Regions from separate parts of the Mus musculus genome. Here all the other regions are linked to region 3. The links are chromatin contacts, called in public ChIA-PET, Hi-C and HiChIP or PLAC-seq maps. All regions are on one chromosome and are shown on one strand. The core of a region is the stretch at or near the end of the contact, and the rest is flanking DNA. Distances in the headings are between cores, read along the strand shown. Region 1 has its middle 84 kb from the start of Gm41516. Region 2 has its middle 28 kb from the start of Gm41516. Region 3 holds the start of Arid1b (AT rich interactive domain 1B (SWI-like)). Region 4 has its middle 15 kb from the start of Gm41516. Region 5 has its middle 110 kb from the start of Gm41516. Region 6 has its middle 42 kb from the start of 4930470H14Rik. Region 7 holds the start of 3300005D01Rik (RIKEN cDNA 3300005D01 gene).

Region 1 (3,775 bases), core at 658-3,157, 720 kb after region 3:
AGCCTCAGCTCATTTTCGGGGTACAGAAGAAGCCATATGTAGCATGACCAGAGCAGGGACTTCCCCATGGACAGCAGAACTGGACCAAAATAAAAACATTTCATCACTGGGGGTGGTATGTAGGGTATCTTGCAAGAAAAAGTTTCTTTCTGGCTTTGTGTTTGGCTCTGTGCCTCAATAGCTAGGTATGAGCAAGCTCGTCATCTGGCTGAGTCTGTTTTTTCACTTGGGGAAAAGAGAAGGATGGGGAGTCCCTCAGAGCCACTCCCATGGCAACTGGGAGAAACAGCCTTCTTCTACTGGCTTGCTCCTCTGTGCTGGAAACCTCAGTCATGCTTCCGTCTCTCCTGGCTGTGAGCCAGATGTAGCACTGTCTCCTGCAAGTCCAAAAAGAACATACGAACATTCTAGTCCATAGAGCATACTCAGGGACACTGGCAGAAGTTAGGGTTCTTAGCATAAGAAAAGCAGCTTTGTTCAGGAAACACACACACACACACACACACACACACACACACACACACACACAAAAGCCTCCTCCAACCTGTCATATATCTGCAACCTCCATATTTTAGAAGAAAATCTGTTTAAGGGATTCCCACCTTAAGCCTGGAGCAAGCATCTCTTGCCTTTGTTTAAGCAAATCCAAGGACAGCTTTTGGCTTCCATGATGGTCAGTTTTAATTGTCAACTTGACACAGACTGGGATCACCTGGGAGGAGAGTCTCAAAGTTGAATTGTTTAGGTAAGGCTGGTTGGCAAGCCTATCTGAAGGGGTTGTTTTGATTGTATGAATTGCTGTGGGAAGACAAGGCCGAGAGTGGGCAGCACCATCCCCTGGTGATAGCTCCTGGATGGCATGAGTAGACACAGTTGGGTAAAGTCTAAGTCTGTACATAACCATTTCTTTCTGCTCTTCCCTGTGGACCGTAACCAGCCGCTTCAAGTTTGCACCCTGGCTTTCCCATAGTGGAGGATTTTAAGCTAGGACTGTAAGCTGAATAACTCTGCCCCTTTAAAGTTAATCACTGTCAGGGCATTTTATGAAAAGAGGACATTCACCTTGCAGAAAGATTTGTAGTACAATGTCACAACACTGTCTCTGAGTGATGTCCCTCTGTCGTCTCTGTCTCCTTGCATCTCTCTGTCTACAAACAGGCATGGAGACAAAATGATACTATTTATTTTGCCTGTCATTTAGACCATATAGATTTAACACCTCTCTCTCTCTCTCTCTCTCTCTCTCTATTCTCTCTCTCTCTCTCTCTCTCTCTCTCCTTCTTGTTGCCTTAAATGCATGCATTTTGGTTTGCCTGATGAGTTCCACCCAGTCCCTGCATGAATCTGTTCATTAACATTTCATGAAGTCAGTGCTTGATGAATTCACAAGCCAGACCTGCAACTTCCTCCCTGGTTTTTGTCGGTTTGTTTGTTTGTCCTGTTGAAAACCTCAGCACCAGCTTTTCGTACCGATGGATGGAGGAGATAAATCGTCCTGTGCCAGCTTGTCACCTGGGAGTGACAGAACGCCAGCTGCATCCCCAGGAGTCTTCTCTTAGGGGATGTGATTTGGGTGAAGCAGTGGGTGACTTACTGTGCAGCTGACTAAGAAGGGACTCTTTCAAGATGGTAAACATCACAGTACATCATAGCCAGAAAGATGGTTTCTTTCCGTGTGTCTGTCGGAGATTTCTGCAACTGATGTGAAAGTCAAGATTCTTAAGTACGGGGTTTCTTTGAAGGGGAGAGTCAGAAATTGGGAAGGAAATCCAGCCCTGGGGCCTCTCAGAGGATGTGGCCCAGTACCAGTCTTGTTCCTGCTGAGAGGTTATTTTCAGACATCTCCTCACTGAGGCTCTTAAACCACAAAAATTCTATATGTAGGAACATGGAGGTATGGTTTTTGTCTTTAGCATACAGCCTTTTGAGCTAATGGGGAAGTGCATGATTTGAGAGTTGGGGAAACACATTATGCAGTAATGATTTGTGGGGATAAAAAAATAACTTTATGAAACCGAGATTAAGAACACTGAGAAGAAAGACTCTGTCAGCATACAGACTCTCCATGCTGACATGGGAGGGTGGTACTTATGAGCTAGCATTAAGTGCTTCCTGCTCAATAATATATGCCAAGTAGTGAGGAAAGACAACAGAGCAAAGAAATAAGTTGACCCAAAGGCCTCACTACCCTCTGTCTTAATTCCCAACATGCTTGCATTCTATCACTTCTGCTAGGCATGTTTGCATATACATGTGTGTGAAATACATGTATATGTTTATGTGTGTTCACATATGTGGTAGAGGCCAGAAGGTGATGTCAGTATCTTCCTGCATCATGGTTCACCTTCTATAATGTGTCTGGGCCTCTTGCTATACCTGGATCACATCAATCTGTCAAGTACATCTAAGCAGCTTGTCCTGAGGATTGGAAATGTATGTGGGCTACTGTATCCATCCAGGTTTTGCATGGATAAGGAGTTTGAAAGCTCCATCCTCAGTGCTTACAGAGAAAGTATCTTATCAACTGAGACATCTCCTCAGCCCCATGGTAGACATTATCATGTTCCCAATATAACCAATAACAAATATATCACTTGACTGAGTGAAACCAAGGATCAGATGATACAATGTGTTGTCTAAATTATATGTGTATTTTCTTTTGGGAAATATGTAATATCATTTTAGGGAAACAGAATTTTGGGACCATATACCTGTTAGATGATAAGTCTGAGTTATCAAGGTCAAGGAAGATTTTGAGGAGTGAAATCCATGTGTCAATAGAGTAAGGGAGGCAGCGATGGGAAATGAGGTCAGAGAGCTAGTCATAAAACATTTTTGTCAAGCCAAGGCAGACACTGAGTTTCATTGAGTAAGATAAGAAGTTACTCAAATATGTTGAGCATGGGAATAAAAATGATCTAATATACTCTGAGGATCACTCCTTCCTGAACATTCCCTACCTCCTGTCCACCATATTCTGATGCTTGTATAAATCAGGTCCTAGTAAGTGAGATGAATCTACATTAGGACTTCAAAAACAACAAACAAACAAACAAACAAACAAAAATCACCAAGGCTTTTTTGGAGGCTGGTTCACTCTTGGTCATCTAATTTTCCTGACAAAATTTGTTGAAGAAAATTATCCCTATGCTATTGAATTATATCATTCACTGAATCATTTTTGTCAAAATTAGCCATACATTTCTAAGTTCATTACTGATTTTTATTTTACAACATAGATCTATATATTTGTAATTTAATAGTAACAAATTGTGAGTGGGTGGGGGAGGGTAGGGGGGACTTTTGGGATAGCATTGGAAATGTAAATGAAATAAATACCTAATTAAAAAAATTAAAAAAAACATATATTATAAAATAATGTATGTTAGAAATATGACTTTAGCTGGGAGGTGGTAGTGTACATCTTTAATCCCAGCACTTGGGAGGCAGAGGCGGATTTCTGAGTTTGAGGCCAACCTGGTGTACAGAGTGAGTTCCAGGACAGCCAGGGCTATACAGAGAAACCCTGTCTTGAAAAAACAATATATATTATATATATAATTTTAGTTTTATTGTCCAAATCTTGAAGAATGGTTTAGATTCTTTGTGCTTCTGTATACTCTTTAGAATCAGAGTCTTAAAAAACAAAACAAAACAAAAAACAAAAACAAAAACAAAAACAAAAACCCAAACCAAACCCAAAACAAAACAGTATTAGAATTTTGATGAAACTCTATATGCCAAGACTCAGAGATCATCGAGAAAGGGGAGATGG
Region 2 (3,745 bases), core at 385-2,884, 770 kb after region 3:
TGCAGCAGACATTGCAAGGTAGAATTTCTTAATCACTTCCAATCTCTCTGGAACCAAATCCCGGGCGGTTGAAAAACCATCCTTCACAGTGAGACTCCCCATGGCCTTTCTGTTCAGCAGAGCCCAGGAGGAAGGATGGCTTAGTAATTGCTTGCCCTGTCTAGCTTTACCTTGACCCTAACCAGGCACATTACCTCAGGCCCAGAGGCCCAGCACCTAAATGAAGTGCGGCTCAACTCACCAGGAGCTCGGGTCTCAGCATTCAGAATCACATATAAAAATGAAAACTTGTTCCCATATGTCTTTAAACCCATGACGGTTACTGCTGATATGATACTGCAGGGGAAAATGACTTAGATTTTTGTTGGGTAGATAGATTTGGGGGGGGGGGTGTCTCTCTGTGCAATTTTCTTTAACATAGTGGGGTTTTTGTCACTGTAATGAAAACTGCCTTCAGTCGAAAAGAAGGAAAAAATAAAAAAGAAGGAAGTGAGGAAGAGAGAAACAATAGCAGCCTCGAAGCCAAATTTTCCAAATAAATTAAACACTTTTTCATGACACAAGACATATTAGAAACACTGGCCAAACCTTGTCCTTGAAGGTGTGAAGACCCAAGCTCTTAAAATTAATGTAAATAGCAGTATTCTCGCCACGGGCATTAATCCAGGCCGTTGAATGCAAGGGAAGGGCGAATATAGAAGGAAGAGCACACAAGAAAAGGTCATGTGTTTGTAAAATCTTAGGGAAATTGGTGCAGCTTTGGAGAATAGCACCCTTTGCTCATATGTCTTTATAGCTATTGCATAAAATGAATCAAGGAGAGAATCAACAGAGAGCAGTTTGCAAGTGTTTCACTGACACGAGCAAACATGGATTTAAAAAAAATATATGTATAAGCTCTGAGATCTGTGGTTTAGCCTAAATCCAAGGCCAACAAGCAGGAGGGAGGCTGGGATCTATTTTTAGCCATCAGAGATGTGACCTATGACAAGTCACTATCTATAAATATAAAACTCACTAGCCGCTCAGTTTATTGGCGAGATTGGATGAAGTGGTGCATGTGAAAATATTTTTGAAGTAATAATGTGCTGATCCGAGATTAAGTATTATTAGCATTGGGAGTAGTGGGGGGCCGGGGCAGAGGAGTCAAGGAGAGGAGGCGATTGCTTCAGTTCATCCACTCCCGTGGGAACTGTGCACTTAGTTAGTGAGGAAACGGGGCCATCGGTGTATGTGAAAGCCAGAGAGAGACCATGCGCACACGGTGAAGTGTTTGTGAATGCAAAGGGGATGGCCCTTTATTAGGCCGTAGATATGCTGAGTTTCAGGTTTCCACTACCAGGAGACTTGGAAAACTTGAAACTCAGCCTAACTAGAGCTGCCAATGGCCTCTAATGAAAATTTCCATTTGGAGAGACTAGGTGTTGACTTGGCATGACACCAAACAAGCAGGCTGCTGCAGAATTTTACACCAATTGTATTTCTCCTAATTAAACCCTGTCTGACCTCAGCATTAAGAAACAATTTGTTTCAGGATATAACCAGCACACATAAGCAATTACATTCTGTTTGCCCCATTAGCATCGTTTGGCTCCTTTGCTATCCAGGGCTGCTACCGAAGTGAGTGCTACCCAGCAGCCAGGGCTATAAAAAGCCTGGAGTGTTTGGAGATTTTTTTCCACCCCTCATGTGAGGAACTAAGAATATCATCATTTTTATTCCGCCAAGCCAGAGATTCTGGGAGCAGTGTGCTTCTGTGTTTATTATAAGGGAGTGTCTATATATATATATATATATATATATATATATATATATATACATATATATGAATATTTTCTATGAGTTATAAAGCTCAACTGGTAAAAAAACAAATGAAACTAAAATAATCTTGATTTATAATAATCTCGGCTTATTTGGTACACCATGGCTCATGTTCACATTCAGCTTACTTTTTCATAGCTGTCAGACTTGGTAAATTTAAATTTGGGGAAGGGATTAAGAAAAAAAAAACAAAAAACTTTGTCATAAGGATCACACACAAGGTCCTGGGAGGCTAGAAAAGCACTTTAGCACTGAGCTGTATACCCTTCTGGATTTTTAAACAGAAAAAAAAGAACCTCAAAAGCATTGCAAAAGAGGCATTCTATCCATGTAAGAGACAAGGAACAGAGAAGGCCCTTCATATCTGAATACTCACCAAGCTCACCAAGAAAGTTCATATGAGTGATAGGATCCTGACAGGAAAATCTGATCTTTCTGGACTTGCTCAAGAAACCTGCTAGCTTTAAGCTCACCCGTGCCCTGCCTGAGGGATTTCCTGTGGGAAGCAGTTGTAGATACCAGCTGGCTTATGAGCAGTGCTCTGGTCTCCTTGGTCCTTAATGTTGCTCAGGAGAGCCTGGACCATCCTGCATTCTTACTCCATACTGACTTCTTTCTTCTGGCATCCTGGGTCTGGTAGCCAAAGTGGAAAAGTTAGGAAGAGTGGTATTCCATGTAGGAGTGGTGACAGAGAGAGAGAAACACAAGAGAAGCACAAGGAACAATTTCTATGTAATCTCTCAGCATATGTGACAAGATGGCGCTATCCCTGGGATGACTACTTAGCTCTAGTGGCTTGGATGAACACTTGCCTTTTTTTTTTTTTTTTTTTTTTTTTTTTTCTGTGAGAATGGGAATAAAGCCATCTCTCTGGTTTGTATTTCTCAGAGACTGGATGGGAATGATCATCTGCGAGAGTGGAGAAAGTTTGATGCTGTTGATTCGGATGGGGCATGCTTTCCCTTCCGTGCACTGTACTGATGTGTGCCAGAGCAAAATGATTGCATCTGCTTGCTCCTGAAGAGAGCTGCTCTGTGAACCAAGAGCACCTTCTGTTGGCAGCTAGGTCTCATGAGCCTTAAAAAAAATAAAGGCCGTTTTCAATACAAAATCAAACAAATGGAGTAGTAAGTGAAGACTTTTTTTTTTTTAAATCAGCCTTAGTAAGCTATTGTGATTGATAGATAGTCACTCCTTCCTCCTGGCAAGGTTGACGCCTATTGTATAGAGTTACGTTGTCCCATCCTTGCTAAATCCTGTGCATATATGTCACTGAAATGATGCATGTCTACCAATTCATGGTACATAGCCTGTAAGCAGGTATTTTAAGACATGGGGTGTGAAAGATGGCTGATTATTGTAGGAAAGGAGCCATGTTCAGATCAGAAGACTTTATTTAGTATGAGACATTTCGTGACCATGAGGCTCAGAGGAGTCCCTTAGCCTTGATTGGTAGCAGTCTTGTCTCATAGAGCATTTTGTCTTTTCTATTAGCCACTTTGCATTCGCTGACAAACACTTCTATCTCTCTCTCTGCCTTGACCTCACATTCTCAACTCTGGTCAGACAGTTGCTCAATGCTTCCCTGAGGTTGCCAACCACATTGGATCTTTTCTATGTTGTTTCTGTGGTCCCTTCCCACTCATCCCTTTTTTTCTAAAGCTAATTAATAGTCTTCTGCTTTATCTATGGTTACCAAATGGATAGTGAATAAGTCAGTTCTCCAGATAAGGTTCAAACAGAGAATAAGTGGTTACTTTTTAACTTACAGAAAAATACAAGTCTCTCTGTGTCTCTCTGTCTCCATCTTGTCTCAATCTCTCTCTCTCTCTCTCTCTCTCTCTCTCTCTCTCTCTCTCTGTGTGTATGTGTGTGTGTGTGTGTGTGTGTGTGTGTGTGTGTGTGTGTGTGTGTGTGTGTTGGT
Region 3 (3,525 bases), core at 978-3,477:
CGCAAGACACTTCCTAACAACGCTGTTGGACTTGGGAGACAGCAAAATCAAGAAAATCCACTCAAATACGATCCACAACGACCCATTTTCTCTGGCCTACTACCTTACTAGGTTTGCTGAATAAAAAAGGAAAACCTAACCCATGATCAAAATAAGTTCCATCGATCCGGAATCTATTCCTTCAACATCGCCTCCCGGTTGAAGGTGACTCCTTCCAAGGAGCCCTTAGCCCCATAATGGATCTCTCCCCAGCTATTCTTAGGAACGAATCGATGTTATTTTACAATATTTCGCCTCCGCCCGTTGTAAATCTGGGTCTTATTCTTGCTGGTAAACATCCAAACTCCACCAGCCACGGCTGTCACAAAGCTAACCTCGGTTTTTGGGTTTTTTTTTTTTTTTTTTTTTGGTTTTTTTTTTCCCCCTGCCTCCTCCTCGCAAGGGGAATGGGAAACCGACCGAGGCCCGAAGAGAGAAAGTTCCTCTCTCCCCGCGCCCACTCAGGGCACACCGTGGGCGCCGGCGGAGTCAAGCCGGGCCCCGGAGCCCGCTGCCCCGAGAGCCCTCCCCGGGCGGGCGCGGCCTGGGGCACCGAGGTCCCGTCCCGGGCCTGGCACGGGAGCGCAGCGCGCAGCAAGGGCGCGGGACACCCCGGCTCCCCAGCCCCGCCAGCTCCGGCCCCGGCCCGGCGGCGCCGCGCCCCCGCCACCCCCGCCAACCGCCGGGAAAAGTACCCGGCGAAGAAAGAAAGTCGGGCTCGCGGCGCGAGGCCCGGGCGGAAGCAGGCCCGGCCGGGCGCGGGGGTTACCTGGGATCTGCCCATGGTCGGTCCGGGGGTGCCGGGGCTCATCGCCGGGTGACTCCTTTGTTGCGCGGCCGCCCAGGCCGGGCTGGCAGCGGCGTACTGGGCGCCTAGGTCCTTGCCCAAGCCCATGCCCGCGGCCGCCTGCTGGCCACCCGCCGCCGCCCCCGCCGCCGCCTGGGACTGGGGCTGCGACGGCGGCGGCGGCGCGCTGGAGCTGCTGTAGTCGGGGTAGCTACCGCCGTAGCTCCTCATCATGGGGCTGGGTGAGGTGAGCAGCTGGTTGAGGGTCGGTGTAGCCCCCGACGGGTGCTGGTTCTGGCCGGCGAAGCGCTGGAAGCCCCCCGCCGCCGCCGCCGCGCCGGCGGCCGCCTTGCTGAGGCTCGCGGCCCCGCCGCCCCCGGGGCCCATCATCATGCCGCCGCCCTGCTGCCGCGGGGAGCTCAGCACCCCGTACCCCGAGGACGAGCTCCCATAGCCGCCGCCACCGCCTCCTCCTGCTGCTGCTGCTGCTGCCGCCGCCGCCGCGGCCGCCGCCGCCACAGCTCCGGCTCCTGCTGCCGCTGCCGCTGCTCCTCCTGCTCCTCCTGCTCCTCCTCCTCCTCCACCTCCTCCGCTGCCTCCTCCTCCTCCGCCGCCGCCGCCGCCGCCGCCCGCGCCGGGCCGGCTGTAGCCCGGATAATGGTTGTACTGGCTGTTGGGGTACCCTTCGTGGGAGTTCTGCAGGGGGTCCATGCTGCTGGGGGCCCCGGCGGCGGCAGAGGCGGAGTGCATCATCCCCATCCCGGGGCTTTGTTGTCCGCCATGTTGATCAAAGCAAGGCCCAGCGCGGCCGCCGGGGCCGCCGCTAGCAGGGGCAGCGCTGCCATAGTAATTATTAAACTCCGAGACGGCCGCTGGGCCGCCGCCGCCCCCGGGCACGGCGACCGGCGCGGGCTGCTGCTGCGCGCCCAGGCCCGGGTGCTCATAGCGGCTGCCCGCCGGCTCCCCCATCTTGGGCGGCGCGTCGTCCTCGTCGCCCGGTTTGCTCAGCAGAGGCTGGCCCTGCGGGTCAGCCTGATTGCCCGCGACACTGTCCTTGGCGCCTCCATGTTGCGGCTGCTCCATGTCCGGGCCGGGCTGAGGCGCGCCGCCGCCCGCACCGCCCAGGCTGTTGTTGGCAGTGGGATGCTGCTGCTGCGGCGGTGGCGGCGGCTGCTGCTGCTGTGGCTGCGGCGGCTGCGGCTGCTGGAACTGGTTTAGCTGCTGCTGTAGTGCGTGGTGGTGGTGGAGGTGGTGGAGGTGGTGGGCATGGTGGTGGTGGTGGTGGTGGGCATGGTGGTGGTGGTGCTGCTGATGGGGCGGTGCAGCGGGGGCCTCGCCAACGGCTTTCAGTTTGTGGTTGGGGAGCAGCCCGGTCTCCATGGTCGAGCCGGGGCCCGCCGAGGAGGAAGAGGCCGCGACGGCGGCGGAGGAGGACAGCGCGGCGGCGCTTCCACCCTCCTTGAGAGCCGCCTCGGAGCGGCCGCTCTGCGCGCTGTTGGAGCTGGCGGCCGCCGCGGCGCTCGCGCTATGGGCCATGTTCAGGTCGTGACGGGGGTGCAGGGGGTGGTGGTGCACATTATTCAGGCCGCCGTCGCCGCCCCCCAGGATGGGGCCCGGAGCCGCCACCGCGCCGCGCGCGCCCGTCTCCAGGTCCCGGGCCCCGGGCGCCGGCCGCGGCCCCGAGGGCGCCCGCCGCTCGCCGCTGCCCGCCCGCGCCCGCGCCGCCGCTGCTGCCCGCGCGGCCATGATCGCCGCGGCGTGGCGCGGCCGGGCGGGGTGGGGGGAGACAATGTCCCCACTCGCAGCCGGCCGCCCCTCCTGCGCGCATCCACGCGGCCCGCGGGGAAGCGCGGTGCCCTCCCCACCCCACCCCCCGCAGCCCCGGGCCGCCCGCCGGGGGCGCGCCTTTGCGCTCGGGGGCTCGCGCCCGCTACGGCCTGAACGGGCGGAAAGTTTTTTAGTTCCGCTTGCAATGAAACTTTTCTCTCTCCCTCCCTCACTCTCGCTCGCTCTCTCTCTCTCTCTTTTTCCCCCCTCTCTAACCCGGATATGGGGGGGGGGGGGAAATGCACGACTTGCCTGAGCCTAATCGGGCCCAGCGCGGCGTGAGGGAGCCGAGCGAGCCGGAGCAACTATTATCCGCTTCTCTCCGAGGGCTGCTGCGCACTCGCAAAACGCGGACTGGACTCGGCCCCGGGCGCCGCCGCTGAGCGCACGTTCGCCCGCCAGCTCGCCCCGCTCACCCGGCTGGTCTCGCCCGGCCTGGCGCGGAGGGCCCGGCCCGGGGGAGCGAGGGGAGGGGGGGGGGAACCGGCTGCCGGCGCTCGGGGCCCGAAGCTGCTCGGTCCCCTCGTGCCTCCGGTCTCCCTGCCAACCCGCGCGCGGCCCTGTGTTTGTTTTCACGTCTAAAGGGAGCGGTACGAAGGTGGAAAACGAGTCTGAAGAGCAGACAAAAGAGGGAGAAGGGGCTGGGAAGCAAAGTTGTCTGTTGGGCCTCAGAGGTGGCGAGGAGCCGGTGGAGAAGAGAAACACTCAGGCAGGCCGGGCAAAAGCACTCGGTCTCTCTCAGGAGTTATGTAATTTTTCACAACCTTGGCCTCTGCGCCTGAATTTCAGGCCATCGGCTTAATTCCCACAACTTCATCCAACTGAGAAATTATGAAAGACTTAAGTGAAGGTTAAGCAGCAAAGACTGCTGT
Region 4 (3,534 bases), core at 860-3,359, 820 kb after region 3:
TATAAAGGTCTTTAAAAAATTTTCTCAGAGGAAATAATCCATGAGAATTATGATACATAATTTATTTTCTTATATATGTAGGTTATATGGTTGGAGTCAGAAGCCAACATGAGACTAAGCAAAGAAAGTGCATAATAAGAAAGATATCTGAGATATCTATCTATCTATCTATCTATCTATCTATCTATCTACCTACCTATCCATCCATTCATCCACCCACCCATCCATCCACCTAACTGCATGTGCCTCATTGTCTGTATATATACCATATGGCATATACCATATGGTGTATATACAGAGAATATATGGAAGCCAGAAGAGGGCGCTAGAGCCTCTGAAGTTGGAGTTACAGGGGCTTGGAAGTCACCTTATGGGTGCTGAAAACTAAACCCTTGTGTTTCTACAGGAGCAGCAAGTGCTCTTAACTGAGCTATCTCTCCAGCCACTCATTCCATTTTTAAATGTTTGGGGGAGGAGGGGCAGGAAGTGTGATGCTTCCAGAAGCAATTGAGAAGCAGCCCTCTGAGGGGCTGAATACAAACCAGATGGGCTTTAACATCAAAGAAACCAAACTAAATAAGAATATCAATGTCAAGTTCAGATTGCAGGACATGATCAAAGATAAATTACACTATCCAGAGTGAATAATGAGTTGTATGAGTGTGTGTGTGTGTGTATGTGTGTGTGTACATATGTGTATGGGGAGTTAAGAGGGCAATACTGGGTATACTTCTCAGGCAACACCTATTCCGTGTTTTTAGACAAAATATCTCAATAGGACCCAGAGTGTTTGCCAATTACACTAATTCACCAGAATTATGGCAAGTGCCACCATACCTAAACTTCTTACCTGAGCACCGGGGATTGAACTCAGGTCCTTGTGTTTGCTTGGCAAGCATTTTACTTAGTTTTCTCCCCTACCCTTAAATAATGTTTTAAATGGCAGAGAAACTATTTCTCTGTGTCAGCTAGAAACTCATTGGCAGTTTTATTGAGATGAGTTTTTCATAATATTAGACTAAACTGGATGTTCAATAGATACTCAATAACCACTTTCTGGACCAGTGACAGAATTTTCACTGAAGATTGAACAAAATAAATGTGATTGTTTTCTATGAACTCTGAGTATAAAAGGCCTCCATTTATTCTGTGATCCACATACACCTGCAAAATCAAGACAGCAGCTTTTAGCCTTATGTAAATCAAAATCATTAAAGCCTAAAAATGTGCTAACTCTAACAAAGTTTGGTTTAATGATTTTTTTTCCCTGTCGAGTTACTTTGCAGGGACTCAGAAAATGATGAAAAGATTATAACTGGAGAAGAAAGAAAGGCTATTTGGAGGGATATGCAAGAAACTGTATGTTGAGTGCCCTAGTGTAAGTGTGGGTGCATAGGACATAGCCAGCGAGGAGTTCTGCCTTTCCATTTGAAGACAGAGCCAGAGTCTTGTGCATGCTTTGCACATACTCTACCCATGAGCTACATCCCAGGCCCAATCTTAGCACACATCCCAGATCAAAACATTTTCAGTTCAAAGGCAAGCTGAATGGTTCTTGCAAGGCATGCCTACATAGAATTGTTTGGGAATTAATCTCAAGGAATTAATTTTTCTCTGTCAAAAATATGTTCAAAGAAAACACTGGTGTGAAAGGCAATAGAGTTGAATTATTGCCATGATAGTGTTCTATTTCCTTGAAATCCTGCTATTCTGGAGAGATTGTCAAAATTATCCTCTTAGGCATTCCATCTTGTGATAAATAGCACATACCCCAACCTCGGTCATACATACATAACTACCGCTGGAAGGGGAGGGATAAAATGAAGACTGTGGATGACAGAATTGTAGGTGGCTGCTTCTCTTTATGTCAGCAAGCCTTACAGGTATGCCTCTGCCGTCTGTTTTGGTCTAGTGCCTGCTACAGCAATGTGAACAGAAATGTAATTATACTCTGTGAATAGTTGATGTAAACATACAAAGGGTGAGCCACAATCAAGTCTCTTTCCCCCCCCCCCCATCTCTCCTTTCAAGTCTCCTACAGTAGCAGCGTGTTGGTTCTCAGCTGAGTAGCACTTGTATCAATTAAACAGTAACTAATTCAAGTACATTTGCAATCTGTGTTTGAAATGCCAGCCCATACAGTAGTTACCAATTAAGCACGAGGCAGATTAATGGACGTATTGTTCTCCTGGGCGAACTCCAGCACATTATCGTTAAGCGTGTAAGCCCCAGTGAGTGAAAGGCTTCTGTTTAAAGGGAAAGGAAAACTCATGCTTACCAAGAGAAAAGGAAAAAGAAAGTTGAGTGTTTTATAGCTCAAAGAATTATTTAACAGGAAGGTGCCGTTGGAAAGGAGAGGAAATTATGGTTGTTTGGTATTTTTCTCCATCCCTTTATTTTGTGTAAATTTGATCAGTGGAGAAAAATAGTGGTGCAGGATGGGAAAAGAATAATAAGAACAGATCAGCTAGACAAATGACTCTTGTAAGTTCTCAGTTCCTAAAACAGATGCTCTTTCTAGCTGGCTACAGTATATCATTAGCTCTAGAAATCCCAGAGATCAAACACAAAGGTAAGCGCCACAGAGATAGAAATACTGTATTTTCCCTGCAGAAACTGTAACATTTGCTTGCTGCTGTCAGTGTGAGGCACCCTTCCGCCAAAGACCAAGTATTCAATGAAGTCAGAGAATTGTGCCTGGGACAAGATGCTCAGTGGAAACCAGCTTATGGAATAAAGGTTTATTTTGACCAAATGGTTCAAAGCTTTTAGGTGTCAGGCAGTGGTGGCACACACCTTTAAACCCAGCACTTGGGAGGCAGAGGCAGGCAGATTTCTGAGTTCAAGGCCAGCCTGGTCTACAAAGTGAGTTCCAGGACAGCCAGGGCTATACAAAGAAATCCTGTCTCGAAAAAAAAAAAAAAAAAAAAAAAAACAAAACCGAAAACAAAAAACAAAAAAGCTTTTAGCCAGTGATTAGCTGGCCCCATTGCTTTTATGCTTATAGTGAGGCAGATGTAGAGACAGTAGGAACAGAACAGTTCCCTCCTAACATTGCAACAGACAGGAAGCTGACAGAGAGGAAGAAGCCAGCCTCTTCACACATCCTTCAAATGTGTGTTCCTGACCCACATCCTCCAAAGAGACCCCACCCCCTAAAGCTTCCATTGTCCAAACAGCACCACAGGCTGGCTCCCAAGCATTCAGCACAAGGCCTTTGGGGGCATTTCTCTTTAAGCTGAAACAGTCCATTTTGAATTACACGCTTATGCTTTTCAAAACCAAGTGCAATCGTTGCAAATAAAACTGTTTCCATCACTCACTGAGCATTTAATGATTATTGTAGCGTGTGTCAGAACAAGTTGAAAGTGGTTGAGAATCGAACAGAAGCGATTCATTTTAGTTCTGTACTTTGCACAGATTCCTGTGAACACTTCTGCTCTTCCACGACCCAGTCTTCTACTTCATTGAACCCCACTCCCACCATCTTATGCCATCTTGCCATCTCATCAGACCTACAGAAAACCCAATGCC
Region 5 (3,638 bases), core at 1,117-3,616, 700 kb after region 3:
CATAGGTTCCAAAGAGGAGACATTGGTGGCTAGAGTCTAGAGTAGTGCTTTGCGTATGATGGGGACCCATGAAGTGGGGCAGCTACAGATCCTGGGCATTTAGATTGAGTGTCCAAGCCACAGGGATCCTTTGGCTACTCATTTTCTGCTCCTCTTGCATAATGCAGTTTTCAAGTTCTGGACTGGCTCCTTTGCTCTGGAGCCATCTGTACTCCTGTACTTTGTGTAAGGAATTGATAGCAGAATGGCTCTGACTGTATGAATGGGAGAGAGCAAGGAGGAAGAATCCTGATGCCTAGTTTACGGTTAGGTTGGGAGAGTTACACTGGGATACTCCTGTGCACGTTCACATCCGGGCTCCACCAGATTTCTAAATTTATCCCACAAAGTGGACTGGAAAAGGGGGCAGGGCGAACGGGAGAGCGAGATGAGGAGCAGGCATGTTGCTGGCTCTAGAGTCAACTAACTTTGTAAGAGCAATGGCACAGCTTTTCCAGGATTGAGTGTGTAGCCAGTCTATGAGGCACTGTGCCTATATTGGCTGTGTTTCACACAATCCTGAAATGTGACAATCACCATACCCATTTTACAGACAAAATAAACCAAGGCTTAGAAAGGTTCAGTGACTTGGTGAGGTTCACTTAGCTTCAACTCACAAGTATCTTCTGGCTTGAAAAACCCTGCTTTGGACTGTTTGGTTTTCTCTGGATGCTGGGGATGAACTCAGGGTCCCCACGTTAACCTCTGATCTATATCCCAGAATCCTTTCACTTTTTATTTTTTAAAGACAATTTCTCGATAAATTGCCCAGGTTGGCTTTGAACTCACTCTTTAACCCAGACTGACCTCAAACTTGCAGTCCTCCTGCCTCAGCCTTTGGAGTAGCTGTGATTATAGCACCATGCCATATCCCAGGATTAAATGACCCTGCTGCTTTACAGGTGCACTGGGCCTAGCCAGCTAGCACTATATATATATATATATATATATATATATATATATATATATATATATATATAGAGAGAGAGAGAGAGAGAGAGAGAGATTGGCTTGTGTAGAGAGGGTTAAGCAGAGTGAGGGGGAACAGAGGAATGCTGTCACTCTCTTCTACCTAGGGAAGTAGCACTTCTCTTGCACATGGGGGAACAGTGTTCCCAGCATGCTAGTAAATGAACTCATGGGTGGGAAGCCCTTGGATCTCCTTAGAAGTAAGTGACTTAAAAAAACAACCAAAACCAGCCATTTGTATTACCCTTGTAGGTGATATGGTTTCAAATGGACAGAGAGCACAGTTTGTCTTCTGTTCAAATTGGCAATCCCTTCATGCCATTCTGGGAATTAGTTCAGAACTGCCTGCAGGAAACATAAATCACCTTTCATGCCCGCACCATTTCCTAGCAGGCCTGTATTTTCCCAGGAGGTTCTTTCTCTGTAGTAGATAAAAGTTTGCCTGTATTTCATGTGTTCTCACTTCATTGTGCTCCTCAGCAGATACCAGGCTGTGTCCATCATCCCAGGCAATGTTCCAGACACTTAAATCCAAGGTGGTCCCCTCTAAACCCCACTTCTTCCACTGAGTACCTCTGTCACTTTTATTGTTATCAGGGGGCATATTCTCCTTCTCAGTGGAAGGAGAGGCACGTTTGTGAATATGTGACAATAACCCGCATGCAGCTCTCTGATTATAAATATCAAGTGTTATGAAAGTCCCATCAGTGCTCTGATCAAAGGCACAGGGACTCACTGCTGAAGCAGCAGGTGACGGGGCACAACCGGAACAAAGGAAAATGCTGAGTAGACACGGGTTCCCAGGAAATTTACATTAAAGACTTTTGTCTGCTGCATTTTCAGCTGAGCTTATGAAAGGACTGAACCAAAAGCAGGCAAAGCCATTGATGTTACAATGGTACCTGATAATTAACAATAAGTTCAAGATCTACTGATCGCTAACATTCCCCATGTTTAGCTGCTAATGCAGACAACAGTAAGTGCTGGCTATAATAATCACCTTTGGCCATGGAGGGTGACAATAAACTCCTCCCATTATTTCCGTTGACCACATCCCTCAGGAAGATATTGTGCTACGTGCTGGGAGAGGTGCAGATCACAGAAAGAAATACAGAAGCTAATGTAGAGTATTTGCCTAAGCAGTAAAATCTTCTTTCCTTTATCGGAATAATAATATTAGTTTTTCTCAGTGCTGTAGCAAAAAAGAAAAAAGAAAAGTAAAGAAAAACCCCAATCCTCTTCAGAGAGAGGGGGGGTGGGCAATTTAGAAGGCATCATGCTGGAAGCCGTGGTAGCTAGAGCTGATTGGTCTGTAGTGGTTGGAGGTTTAACAGCTGGCCACATGACCGCAGTGGACAGAAACTGGAGATGAGATGGAAACAGGGTGGAGCTATTGCCCTCAAGGCTTGGCACTTGGGAGCCTGCTTCTATAACCCAGGCTTCAACTTCTAAAGATTTCACAGCCTTCCCAAAATGACACCAGCAGCTGGGAGCCAAGTGCTCAAACACAGGAGCTAGTGGGAGCCTGTGGCAGACATGGGAGACATCACACCCAAACCACACACAGGAGAGTAACTAGTTCTGTTCTGAGACCCACTGGCTGCTCAGATAGGCTACAACCATTATTGTCTTCTACAAAGCAAGGAGGCAGATATAGTTAGTCATGGGCAATACTGTCTTCCACTTAAAAGGTCATGGATTATGTTGGTATAGAATGATAAATCTAAGAGAAAGAAAAAAAATGAATTTGTCTCTCACAAGCACCTCCATAGAGAGCAAAATTCATTAGGGACAGTTTTCTATCAGTCCAAATCTAGAAGTTTCTGTGACCAGCAAGGGTCACTTTGTCATGACTTCCTGACATGGACTCTGAGGACAGAGGTAGTATCAGACTGAAATGAGATGAAACAAAGCTCACTGCAGTGCCTTGGGAAGGTTTGAGCGATGGGTGGGGCTCAAGGAAGCTTGGGCAGCATGGTGGAGGCCAGGATGCCTTTCCCCACATCTCTCTGTGTGCCTGACATCCTCAGCAGCAGCTCTGCTTCCTTCTAGAGCTGTCTCATCCTGGCTGGCCTCTTCCTTTGTGCTGAACCCAGAGTCCTGGTATTAATGATAGCCCAATTGCCAACCTGAGCCTTCTGGTTCCAGAAGCAACACTAATGTCTATTGAGCATGCCTGAGTTGACTGCTTGTTCCTCTTCTGACTTTGGGGTTCAGCTGTCCCTGGGAACCACACACCAAGTTCCACATGGCTGGTTTCAGTGCCTCACTAACACAGTGTAATACTGCCTCACGACTGTCAACCTAAAGTCAGGATTGGTCAACAAGCCAGTGCTTGAGCATGGTTCCAAGGCATGGGTGTCATAAGCCTGTGCCTGGGAACCAGCCAGAGATTAGCTATCTGCTACTACCTAGTGCATCTGTGTGACAGACACAAGTTTCTCTACTTCCCCTAGCTCTTTTGCAAAAAATAAAATAAAAAATAAAAATAATATCTATGTGCTATCACTGGTGAAATATGAGATCAGATACACATAAAAAAAGGTTCAGCATGGTTCTTGGCACAGAATTAGTTTTCCATAACAGATGGGCAGCCAGAGCCACCCCTTCTGGCTGCTTTCCACAGATTC
Region 6 (3,976 bases), core at 1,265-3,764, 950 kb after region 3:
TTACAGCAACAGAAAAGTAACTAGAGCATTGGTTGCTCCTGGAAGTGGGGTGTGAACACCACTTATATCTATGTAGATATAAATCCATTGGATCTTGAGAAAATTCTTTAGAATAAATGCTTGAAACAGTGAAGCGCATTAAGATGATTTCAAGATGTTCTGAGTTGACCTCTTATGTGACTGTGCAGGTCACCTGTACATGAAGTCACATATGCATAACAAGGTATTGAAACAAGACACCTCTGGATCATCTGTCTAGTGACCCTTTTAAAAGCTAATTTAAAAATAATTATGTGCTCACAAGATCTTGCAAAATATAGCAGAGAGGTCTCCCTGTAAACTTCGCCTTCTATTTATTTTTAATAGCATATTTTCTTAAAGAATCACATTAAGGAAATAGTAATTGTTACTGTTGAGTTCTAGCATGTGACAACAGGTGAGCCGATTCTAGTTCATATAACATATCAGACTTGAGAGGTTGCCCTTAATTGATATGCTGTGATGTCCTTTCTTTGTGTTTCTAGAATATTCTGATCTCACATTGTTCACTAATACATTAACAGTAAGAGGCAAGGAAAATGTTTATTTGCTTTAAAACAGTCCCAAGACCTTGACAAGCATAAGAAACGTGGTAGACATCCAATACATATGTGCATATATAAGCTGTGTAAAAGTATCATTTGTGTTGTTTTGTTACAACAAAATTCCTGGCAAAATCAATTTAAGGAAGGGAAGATTAATTATAGCTCCTAATTTGAGGTTATAGTCCATCACTGGGGTATGGAGGTGGTATCATGGCATCGGGACTTTGAGGCAGCTGGGCCATTACATTCTCTTTTAAGAGGCAGAGAATGATTGACAGATGTCAGTTTCCCTTTGTATTTAGCTCCAAACCCTACCCCATGGAGTGAAGCTACTATGTTTGTGGTATGCCTTCCAACTTCAACATACCTAATCGAGATCATATCTCACCATCAAGCCCAGAGATTTGTTTCCATGGTAATTTCAAATCCCATCAAGTTGACAATCAAGATTGACCCTAACCCAAGTAAACAGACACCTCAGCAAGATGATTGAGAAGCCAAGGGATGATACAGTCTACTTCCATTTATTAACATTCCCGTTTAACTCCAGTTCAGATTTGGAAGCATTCTTTATGTGTAGTCTGCTAGGTTAAATGAGATTTATGTTAGCAGCTTTTGCATCACAGATGAAAAGTAGGGCATAGCAGGAATCTGGATGAAGCAGAACACATTATTTTGTAAATGTGGGATTGTATGATCTCTATTTTAGAAGTCTGCAGTGATGGGGTGGTGACATGGCTCATCAGATAAAGGTGCTTGCCACCACTCCTGACAACCCTAGTTCAATTCCAAGGACCCACGTGGTGAAAGAAGAACAGGAATTCCTTTGATCTATACATGCATGCTCCCCTCACACACACACACACACACACACACACACACACACACGCACGCACGCACGCACGCACGCACGCACGCACGCACGCACACACGCACGCGCACACGCGCACACGCACACACGCACACACGCACACACGCACACACGCACACACGCACACACGCACACACACACACTAAATATAATACAAAAGAAGTCTGAAGTAAGGAAGTTTGGTTCAGAATGGGAGAAATCTTTTTTTTTTAATCTATAATTCTTCTAGTGGCTTAAAAATTATTAAAATCCAATAATATAAAGCCCATTTTTGAGGCTAGTAACTAATGAAATCGCCGTGAAGGAAAGGATCTTGCTTGTTATGAAGTAGGTTAACTTCCCTTTCTTGTAAAAAAAAAAATTGTCAGAAGAGCTATTTTTATTTATTCTCAAGGTGAATTTATAATCCTTATCTACTTATCATTCCAAATAGACCCGTCATCTCACTTTGAACAAGGCCCAGGAGATCAATATCAGGCTGAGCTGCGACCCCAGTGAAAGATAGAGAACCATTCATAGCAAAGAAAAATGACAATTGCAGTCACTAGCAGGTGTTGCCCCGGCCTTTTGTCTCCAGGTCGGAGCAGTTTTGTATAACCATGTAACTATCCTTATATGACTCTAAGCAGAGTAAATCTGGGTTTTAAAAATTGATTGTTGCTTTGCCTTTTTTAGAACTATTCATTTGGAAAAGCCAGAACAAGACCCTGTAGTTAGAAACTTAAGCGAATCAGACAATTGGATAAATACACACACAAAGAACAGGACCCACTGGGAACTAAAATGGCTACATTTTGTAACACTATAATTTATAACTTGCATAGCTACAAAAGGGACATGAGATTCTAAATTACCCTCCTTTTATTTTTTCTTTTTAAACCACAGTACATAAGTCATGTCTTCACAGAGAAGCCTGCAAAATACTGATGTTATTTCTTCCTCTCTAAGGAAGGTCTCTGAAAAGATTGCCTGTGACCTGCTGCCCCTCGCACTGATTTGGGTATTGTCAGCTGCTTGGTTAAGGGCTCTCGCCACTCCCAGCCACTCATGGTCCTTCATTTCAGGCTGTATGATCAGCATGATGTTTTTGTGGGAACCAAGCCACCCTATTGCTGATTGCAGAGCCCCTGAACCACCCTTGGCTCTTGCAGCCTCCCAGTTAATGACAGCTATGTTGAGCTTCCCAGACTGCTCTAAAGTGTCCTTGAAGAATTCTGTTGGCCGCTATTTTCCAGCCTCAGTGCTGGTGTGGGCGGACTTGCCAATTGCCTGCCTCCTTATTTGCTGATTGCTGGGCATGTGTTTGCCTCCTTGTCCTCTGCGGAGGTTTGGATTGGTGAGTACAAAGAATGCAGGGGTTCAAATTAGGCTGGGTTTCAATGGGTGGTTTGGAGATCTTCAGAAACAAAGTAACAAATGCCTGTTAGCTCTTCAAGTCTTTTATTGGACAGCTTGTAGCCATCCTGGCAGAGAAACGTACTGGAAAGAGATACCCATGTCCTCTGTCTGGCAAGCTGTCTAGGAAAACAATGGTTCCCTAAAAAAAAAAAAAAACAAAAAAAAAAAAAAACAAAAAAGGGATTTGACAGGAATCTCTTGCTAGGGAGGGGGAGGGGGAGAGGGAGGGGGAGGGGGAGGGGGAGGGGGAGGGGGAGGGGGAGAGACTGAGACAAGCAGCTCAGTAAAAGCCAGAGTAATAGCTCGGCTGTGGGAAAGAGATTTTTCTGTGTTCTAACAAGTTTTCAGATTATCATGTAGGAGAGGAGATGAGCAGAGGCAATGCTGAGTCAGTAATTCCAGGGCTGTTTAACTATGCACACCTTTGCCCCCAACCCCCATGTAAAACTCAACCTCTCAGCTGACAGATATGGGCAGAAGTGGTGATATTGACCTATATCATGTGAAGATAGGACCTGTCAGTCATCTAGATATTGTACATCACACTGGGAAAATTCACAGACCTCCACAGCTTGCCGGACCACAAAGAGTAGGGAACACAGGCAAGGGCAAAGGGTCCATTTCTTCATTTCTTTGCTCAGTGAGCATATTAAAAGGTTTGTATGGAATATATCTAATGAGATGTTTTCCTATGTGTTCACATTAGCATTGAGTGGACAGAGACCCAGCTCCATTTACACCTTTACCCTCAACATCCCAAGGGGTTCTCCTGGGTTCTTAGGGAACTAGTCTCAGGCCAAGCCAAGATGAGTGACTTAGATGCCGAAAAAAAAAATTCAGAGCAGGAAGTATGAAGTAAATTTGGAGATTTTATTAGAAATCTAATATCTCCCAGAAGCACAAGGGTTCAGGAGAAATGGGGGTGATTGGAAATAAAGAGCGGGAAGCTTGGCTGTGGGCTTCTTTCAGCAAGAGTTGTTGACAGCAAAACAACCAAGTGTGAATATGGAAATGATAAACAGGATTGATTATCTTGGCATTAACCATATATAACATTTTGGTGCTGACAAAGACACATAAAGACTGCTCAAAACACCTCCACTGCCATTTTCCTCCTTCCTCT
Region 7 (4,010 bases), core at 159-2,658, 800 kb before region 3:
TCTTCCCCCTTCTTTAACAAACTTCACTTTCCACTGCTTGGCTGTCGGCATCAGCCTCCCCATTTGCGTACCTTGTAGCCTCCAATAGGTTTGTGTGGCCAGGCTGAGAGACAGCGAGGAGAGGGCTGAGAGAAGCCCTCCTCGTCTGGGAATGGGGCACTGAGTGCCTCTCCTGCTGCCTTTCGCCCTCATCCAAGTGCAGTATAGGCGACCAGCTACCAGCTAGACTTCTAATCCAGCTCTGGATTTCTTCTGGGCCTAGGGTCCAGCCCTCAGTGTCAAGCCAGGAAGCTGGAATCCATTTCCTCTGTGACACAAAGCTGGATCCCATACCTAGGCAGTTCTTTAGAGCCACAACACCAGCACGCCAAGTAGAGAACGAACGATCTCTGCTCGACCTACCCACGATCAGCGTTGACAGACAGATTATGACCAGTACTACTGTGGGCCAGACTTGAATTGTTGGCTACGTCCCATGGGGAGGACAGGGTTGGGGTGGGAGTGGGTGGGGACGGTGTCATCCTGTGACTCCATTTCAGTGGTATCCTGGCACCGAGAGCCAGATGTCTGGAAAGAAAGGACTCTGGACTGTACATTTGCTGATTCTCATGGAATGAACACTCTTACCAAAGCCATTTTTGAGCCTTCCCCGTATCAACGAGTGAGTCAGGAAGCTGCCCAGTAGCTCATGGTTATATAGCATTCCCTATACACAGCTAGAAAGTATGTGAATGACCTGGGCAGCATCAGTAATAAGAAATCATACTTAATAAGTGACATAACTAGCTTGTTTATTACCCTTCTTTTTAGCATAACTTATCCATTTTGTAAATTTATGTCATCTAACTTGTAATAATGGCTATGTCATTAACCAGCTTACAGACTTCCTGAACCATCAATTCGGGTCCTCTGGAGACTATTTGGGTCATTTTCAGCACAGCAGCTGGGCTCGTTGCTTGGCCCCATCTTTCCTAGAATTCAGCGGCATTTCACTCACGGATCTCAGGGGTCCTGCCAGCCAGTGGTGCCACTGCTCATTCTTTTGATACATATGACAGCTAAGTTTCAGTCCTTATTCTGTTTGACTTCTCAGGGAGCAGGACTGCCCTCCCACTACCCGATTTTTAATACTATACAATTCTACCATTTTGTTTTGTCTTTGACAGCTCTTCCAAACTTTTGTTCCTCTATCAGTCCCTTACCGATGGTGTCTCTCAGGACACGGACAGGATTTTTTCTGGTTTTCTGTTCTCCTTTCTCTAAATCCACGTGTCCGGGATCCGTACTTCTAGTGCCCATCTCACCTTTGAACTCCAGTTGTGCATGTGCAGCTTGCTGCTGCATGGCGGCCCCTGCTAGCTCGCTCGCTCTTTATCACTTCCTCATCAGGAACTCCAGTCACCCACGTGCAGCTTCCTGCTGCATGGCGGCCCCTCCCGGCTCATTCTTTATCACTTCCTTGTCCATGCTTGAGTGGCTGCAGCCCCTGAGTGCTCAACACCTAATTGGTGATAGCACAGCACTAATAAGCTGCAGACTCACCACTGAAGCTCACTGAGGGTAAATGATGTCACCCTCTGCCTGGTGACACAGGCCAGAATCTTTGAGTCATCCCTGGATCGCACCTCTGCCACTCATTGATGCCTTCCTTGTCCATCTGCTTCTAGCCTGGCTCAGCAACCAGAAGCCCCAAGTGCCCTCTCTATTCCTCAGACCCGCGGAATTTGAATCCATCCTCCCTCCACACTGCTGGGAGGAAGGTTCGGAAGCCACATTTCTGATGTTGCCACTTCCTCTTAGCTTTCCAAATGACATCTGTGCTTCTCAGCAGGTAACCTAGCACCTGTCCGTTTCTTAAAGGCATTCTTGTCACCAGCGTCCTCAGACCTGAGCTTTTGCCACAGGGACCTGTCAGTTTCAGAACTCCAATGCTAGTGCTGTTCTGTGGACTTGGAATCCTTTCACGCCATGCAGCCAAGACCATTCACTCCTTCACTGATTTGGATGTTTTGTTTGTTTGTTGTTTGTTTGTTTGAGACAGGGTTTCTCTGTATCCCTGGCTGTCCTAGAACTCACTTTGTAGATCAGGCTGGCCTCAAACTCATAAAAATAAGCCTACCTCTGCCTCCTGAATGCTGGGATTAAAGGCATACATCACCATGCCTGGCCTAAATTGGCCTTTATAAAACTTAGTTCAGAGGCTACTTTACCAGGATAGCTGTGTAGGTAGGAACCAAGACAGCATAGAGGTTAAGTGTGTGTGTGTGTGTGTGTGTGTGTGTTTGTGTGTGTGTGTGTGTGTGTGTGTGTGTGTAAATGCCTCATTTGATTGTCCTGTAGGCATGTCTGTGGGACATTTTCTTGATTAATGGTCAATGGTGGGTTTGGGGAAGGGCTGCCCATTGTGGGTTGTGGACGCTGCCACCCTGCACTGGTGGTCCTGGCTGTATAGGAAAGCAAGCTATGTAAGCAAGCCATGGTCTTTCTGTTTCAGTTCCTGCCTCCAGCTTCCTGCCCTGAGCGCCTGCTGTGACTTCCTTCACGCTGAACTCTAACCTGTAAGACAGACTACAGTTGACCTTTTCCCCCCTCCAGAGTGGTTTTTGGCCATGGTCTTCATCAGAACAATACAAGCAAACTAGAGCTGGCCCCTGTCTCCACTTGTACTCTGTGTGGACTATGACATTTTGGAAACACATGATAGGAAAAGAAATGGGGCCATGAAAGCCTTTGACGGCTACTCTGGCAGCCTGCCACTCAAGTGCTTGTTGGCTTTCTGCCATGCCCTGGATCTGGAGCACTACCCAAGGGCTCATGTCATTTAGTCTTGTTCTCCATCCTGAGAGTTGACGGACTCTAAGGAAAGAGACTGAGCCATTGTGTATGTGTCCTTGAAGGTGATATTGGAAACCCAGCCTCCTTTACTCTCTCTCTCTCTCTCTCTCTCTCTCTCTCTCTCTCTCTCTCTCTCCTTCCTGGCTGCTGTGAAGGAAACGACAGACTTCTACCATGCACTGTGCCACTGTAAAGCCCAGAGCAGCAGGACTAGCTAATCAGTTTCAGAGATCTCTGGAATTATAAGACAAAGCAAACCTTCCTAATGATGCTGGGGGTGGGTCTATGTCAGCGGTAGAGCACCTCCTTAGCATGAACACCTCCGTGTATTCTCCAGCACTGCAAAACAACAGCATCAAAACCCAAGTTCTCTCCTTTAGGCTGTTGAGCCAGGTTTTGTGTCCCAGCAATGGGAAGTTAACACACCTGGGGAAGCTAACGCATTCCTCCCTGGGTGACTCTTCTCTGACTTGGCCACGCTAAACCAGAACACAACCATCTCTCTATTAGTCTCTGTGCTTCTTTGGAAAATGAGCTCTTCAATGAGAAGCCTGTGTCTTTTGTCGACTTGTCTCTCTGGCAGCAAGGACTGGGTGGAGTCTTTAGGGAGTAGCTAATTAAGTGTGATGGTGACTGAAGGCAGTAGCTGAGGGAGGGGATCCTGAAGCTGAATCAGAAGAGTGTCACCTCTCTCATGCAGTGTGACTTGGGCCCATTATTCTGCCAGGTTGCTGCTTCTTGGGTGAGTGGGAGGCTGGGGTGAGAGTCGAGGCTGAGACTGCAGAGCATAGGACGATGAGTAACAATACTTTTAAGGCATTTAAGCTACTTCGTTTTTCTGGAATATTTCTGCAGCAGTGTTCATTATTATAATTGTTATTTTGACTGTCTTGATTTTTATGAGAGAAACAGTAAGTTGTAAATAATACGTTGCAAGTGTTTTTAGTGTGTGTTTGTGTTTTTGTAAATTAGTTTCTGATCTAAAAGTTAATGTGGCCACATATGAGACAATGTAACAAACATACGTTATGCTGAGTCCCAAGGGAATGACCACCAAATTTAGCTGGATTATCATTCAGGGTTTACAGCCTTGTCACTGTGGGCTTATTACCACAACTTCCTATAGTGCAGAAGAAATACTCTGTCTGCGTGACTTTCGCCCTCTACTGGCCAGA

What was found. HiChIP or PLAC-seq counts read pairs in DNA pulled down with a chosen protein or histone mark. Hi-C and Micro-C count contacts between places; a contact is called where the count stands out from the background. ChIA-PET counts read pairs in DNA pulled down with a chosen protein or histone mark.
Region 1: a RAD21 HiChIP or PLAC-seq map of pro-B cells shows a contact between it and region 3, with 8 times the contacts expected there. The contact joins the enhancer-like site here to the promoter of Arid1b in region 3. A contact is called at or near these places in 3 of 39 promoter capture datasets (the C10 cell line, frontonasal cranial neural crest and stem cell-derived epiblast-like cells), 1 of 15 datasets of contacts at CTCF or cohesin (pro-B cells), 1 of 484 Hi-C or Micro-C datasets (cortical neurons) and 6 of 115 datasets of contacts at active chromatin or transcription factors (astrocytes, embryonic forebrain, forebrain and 3 more).
Region 2: a contact with region 3 is called in an H3K4me3 HiChIP or PLAC-seq map of forebrain, with 8 times the contacts expected there. The contact joins the enhancer-like site here to the promoter of Arid1b in region 3. A contact is called at or near these places in 4 of 39 promoter capture datasets (the C10 cell line, hippocampal neurons, pre-B cells and 1 more), 1 of 15 datasets of contacts at CTCF or cohesin (pro-B cells), 2 of 484 Hi-C or Micro-C datasets (cerebellar granule neurons and cerebral cortex), 9 of 115 datasets of contacts at active chromatin or transcription factors (SST interneurons, astrocytes, embryonic forebrain and 6 more) and 1 of 9 other capture datasets (pancreatic islet).
Region 4: a contact with region 3 is called in an H3K4me3 HiChIP or PLAC-seq map of pro-B cells, with 6 times the contacts expected there. The contact joins the enhancer-like site here to the promoter of Arid1b in region 3. A contact is called at or near these places in 8 of 39 promoter capture datasets (the C10 cell line, cranial neural crest, embryonic stem cells and 4 more), 2 of 484 Hi-C or Micro-C datasets (adipose-derived mesenchymal stem cells and myocytes) and 8 of 115 datasets of contacts at active chromatin or transcription factors (SST interneurons, astrocytes, craniofacial prominence and 5 more).
Region 5: a contact with region 3 is called in a Hi-C map of cerebellar granule neurons, with 5 times the contacts expected there. The contact joins the enhancer-like site here to the promoter of Arid1b in region 3. A contact is called at or near these places in 3 of 39 promoter capture datasets (the C10 cell line, hippocampal neurons and pre-B cells), 3 of 484 Hi-C or Micro-C datasets (cerebellar granule neurons, myocytes and ventral hippocampal neurons) and 8 of 115 datasets of contacts at active chromatin or transcription factors (astrocytes, craniofacial prominence, embryonic forebrain and 5 more).
Region 6: an H3K4me3 HiChIP or PLAC-seq map of embryonic forebrain shows a contact between it and region 3, with 5 times the contacts expected there. The contact joins the enhancer-like site here to the promoter of Arid1b in region 3. A contact is called at or near these places in 3 of 39 promoter capture datasets (the C10 cell line, hippocampal neurons and pre-B cells) and 2 of 115 datasets of contacts at active chromatin or transcription factors (embryonic forebrain and forebrain).
Region 7: an RNA polymerase II ChIA-PET map of memory CD8 T cells shows a contact between it and region 3, with 22 read pairs. The contact joins the promoter of 3300005D01Rik here to the promoter of Arid1b in region 3. A contact is called at or near these places in 1 of 484 Hi-C or Micro-C datasets (CD4 T cells), 3 of 115 datasets of contacts at active chromatin or transcription factors (memory CD8 T cells, pancreatic cancer cells and thymic regulatory T cells) and 1 of 9 other capture datasets (liver).

What each region holds. Positions count from the first base shown.
Region 1 is chr17:4,274,978-4,278,752 of GRCm38.p6, reverse strand. No RefSeq gene overlaps it. Among named protein-coding and RNA genes, the nearest start is that of Gm41516, 84 kb to the right of the region's middle. Within about 2 kb of position 1,907, at least 18 of the 459 cell types and tissues checked have an H3K27ac peak or open chromatin away from gene starts, as enhancers often do. A contact at or near this core is called in pro-B cells, where this site is marked.
Region 2 is chr17:4,218,685-4,222,429 of GRCm38.p6, reverse strand. No RefSeq gene overlaps it. Among named protein-coding and RNA genes, the nearest start is that of Gm41516, 28 kb to the right of the region's middle. Within about 2 kb of position 1,634, at least 10 of the 459 cell types and tissues checked have an H3K27ac peak or open chromatin away from gene starts, as enhancers often do. A contact at or near this core is called in forebrain, where this site is marked.
Region 3 is chr17:4,993,776-4,997,300 of GRCm38.p6, reverse strand. It overlaps Arid1b (AT rich interactive domain 1B (SWI-like)), which reads right to left and starts at 2,227. Exons shown (of 20, transcript NM_001085355.1): 1 at 809-2,227. The coding sequence starts at 2,206.
Region 4 is chr17:4,176,261-4,179,794 of GRCm38.p6, reverse strand. No RefSeq gene overlaps it. Among named protein-coding and RNA genes, the nearest start is that of Gm41516, 15 kb to the left of the region's middle. Within about 2 kb of position 2,109, at least 10 of the 459 cell types and tissues checked have an H3K27ac peak or open chromatin away from gene starts, as enhancers often do.
Region 5 is chr17:4,297,014-4,300,651 of GRCm38.p6, reverse strand. No RefSeq gene overlaps it. Among named protein-coding and RNA genes, the nearest start is that of Gm41516, 110 kb to the right of the region's middle. Within about 2 kb of position 2,366, at least 21 of the 459 cell types and tissues checked have an H3K27ac peak or open chromatin away from gene starts, as enhancers often do. A contact at or near this core is called in cerebellar granule neurons and myocytes, where this site is marked.
Region 6 is chr17:4,039,034-4,043,009 of GRCm38.p6, reverse strand. No RefSeq gene overlaps it. Among named protein-coding and RNA genes, the nearest start is that of 4930470H14Rik, 42 kb to the left of the region's middle. Within about 2 kb of position 2,514, at least 33 of the 459 cell types and tissues checked have an H3K27ac peak or open chromatin away from gene starts, as enhancers often do. A contact at or near this core is called in embryonic forebrain, where this site is marked.
Region 7 is chr17:5,796,055-5,800,064 of GRCm38.p6, reverse strand. 3300005D01Rik (RIKEN cDNA 3300005D01 gene) reads right to left here and starts at 1,408. Exons shown (of 3, transcript NR_045081.1): 1 at 1,305-1,408.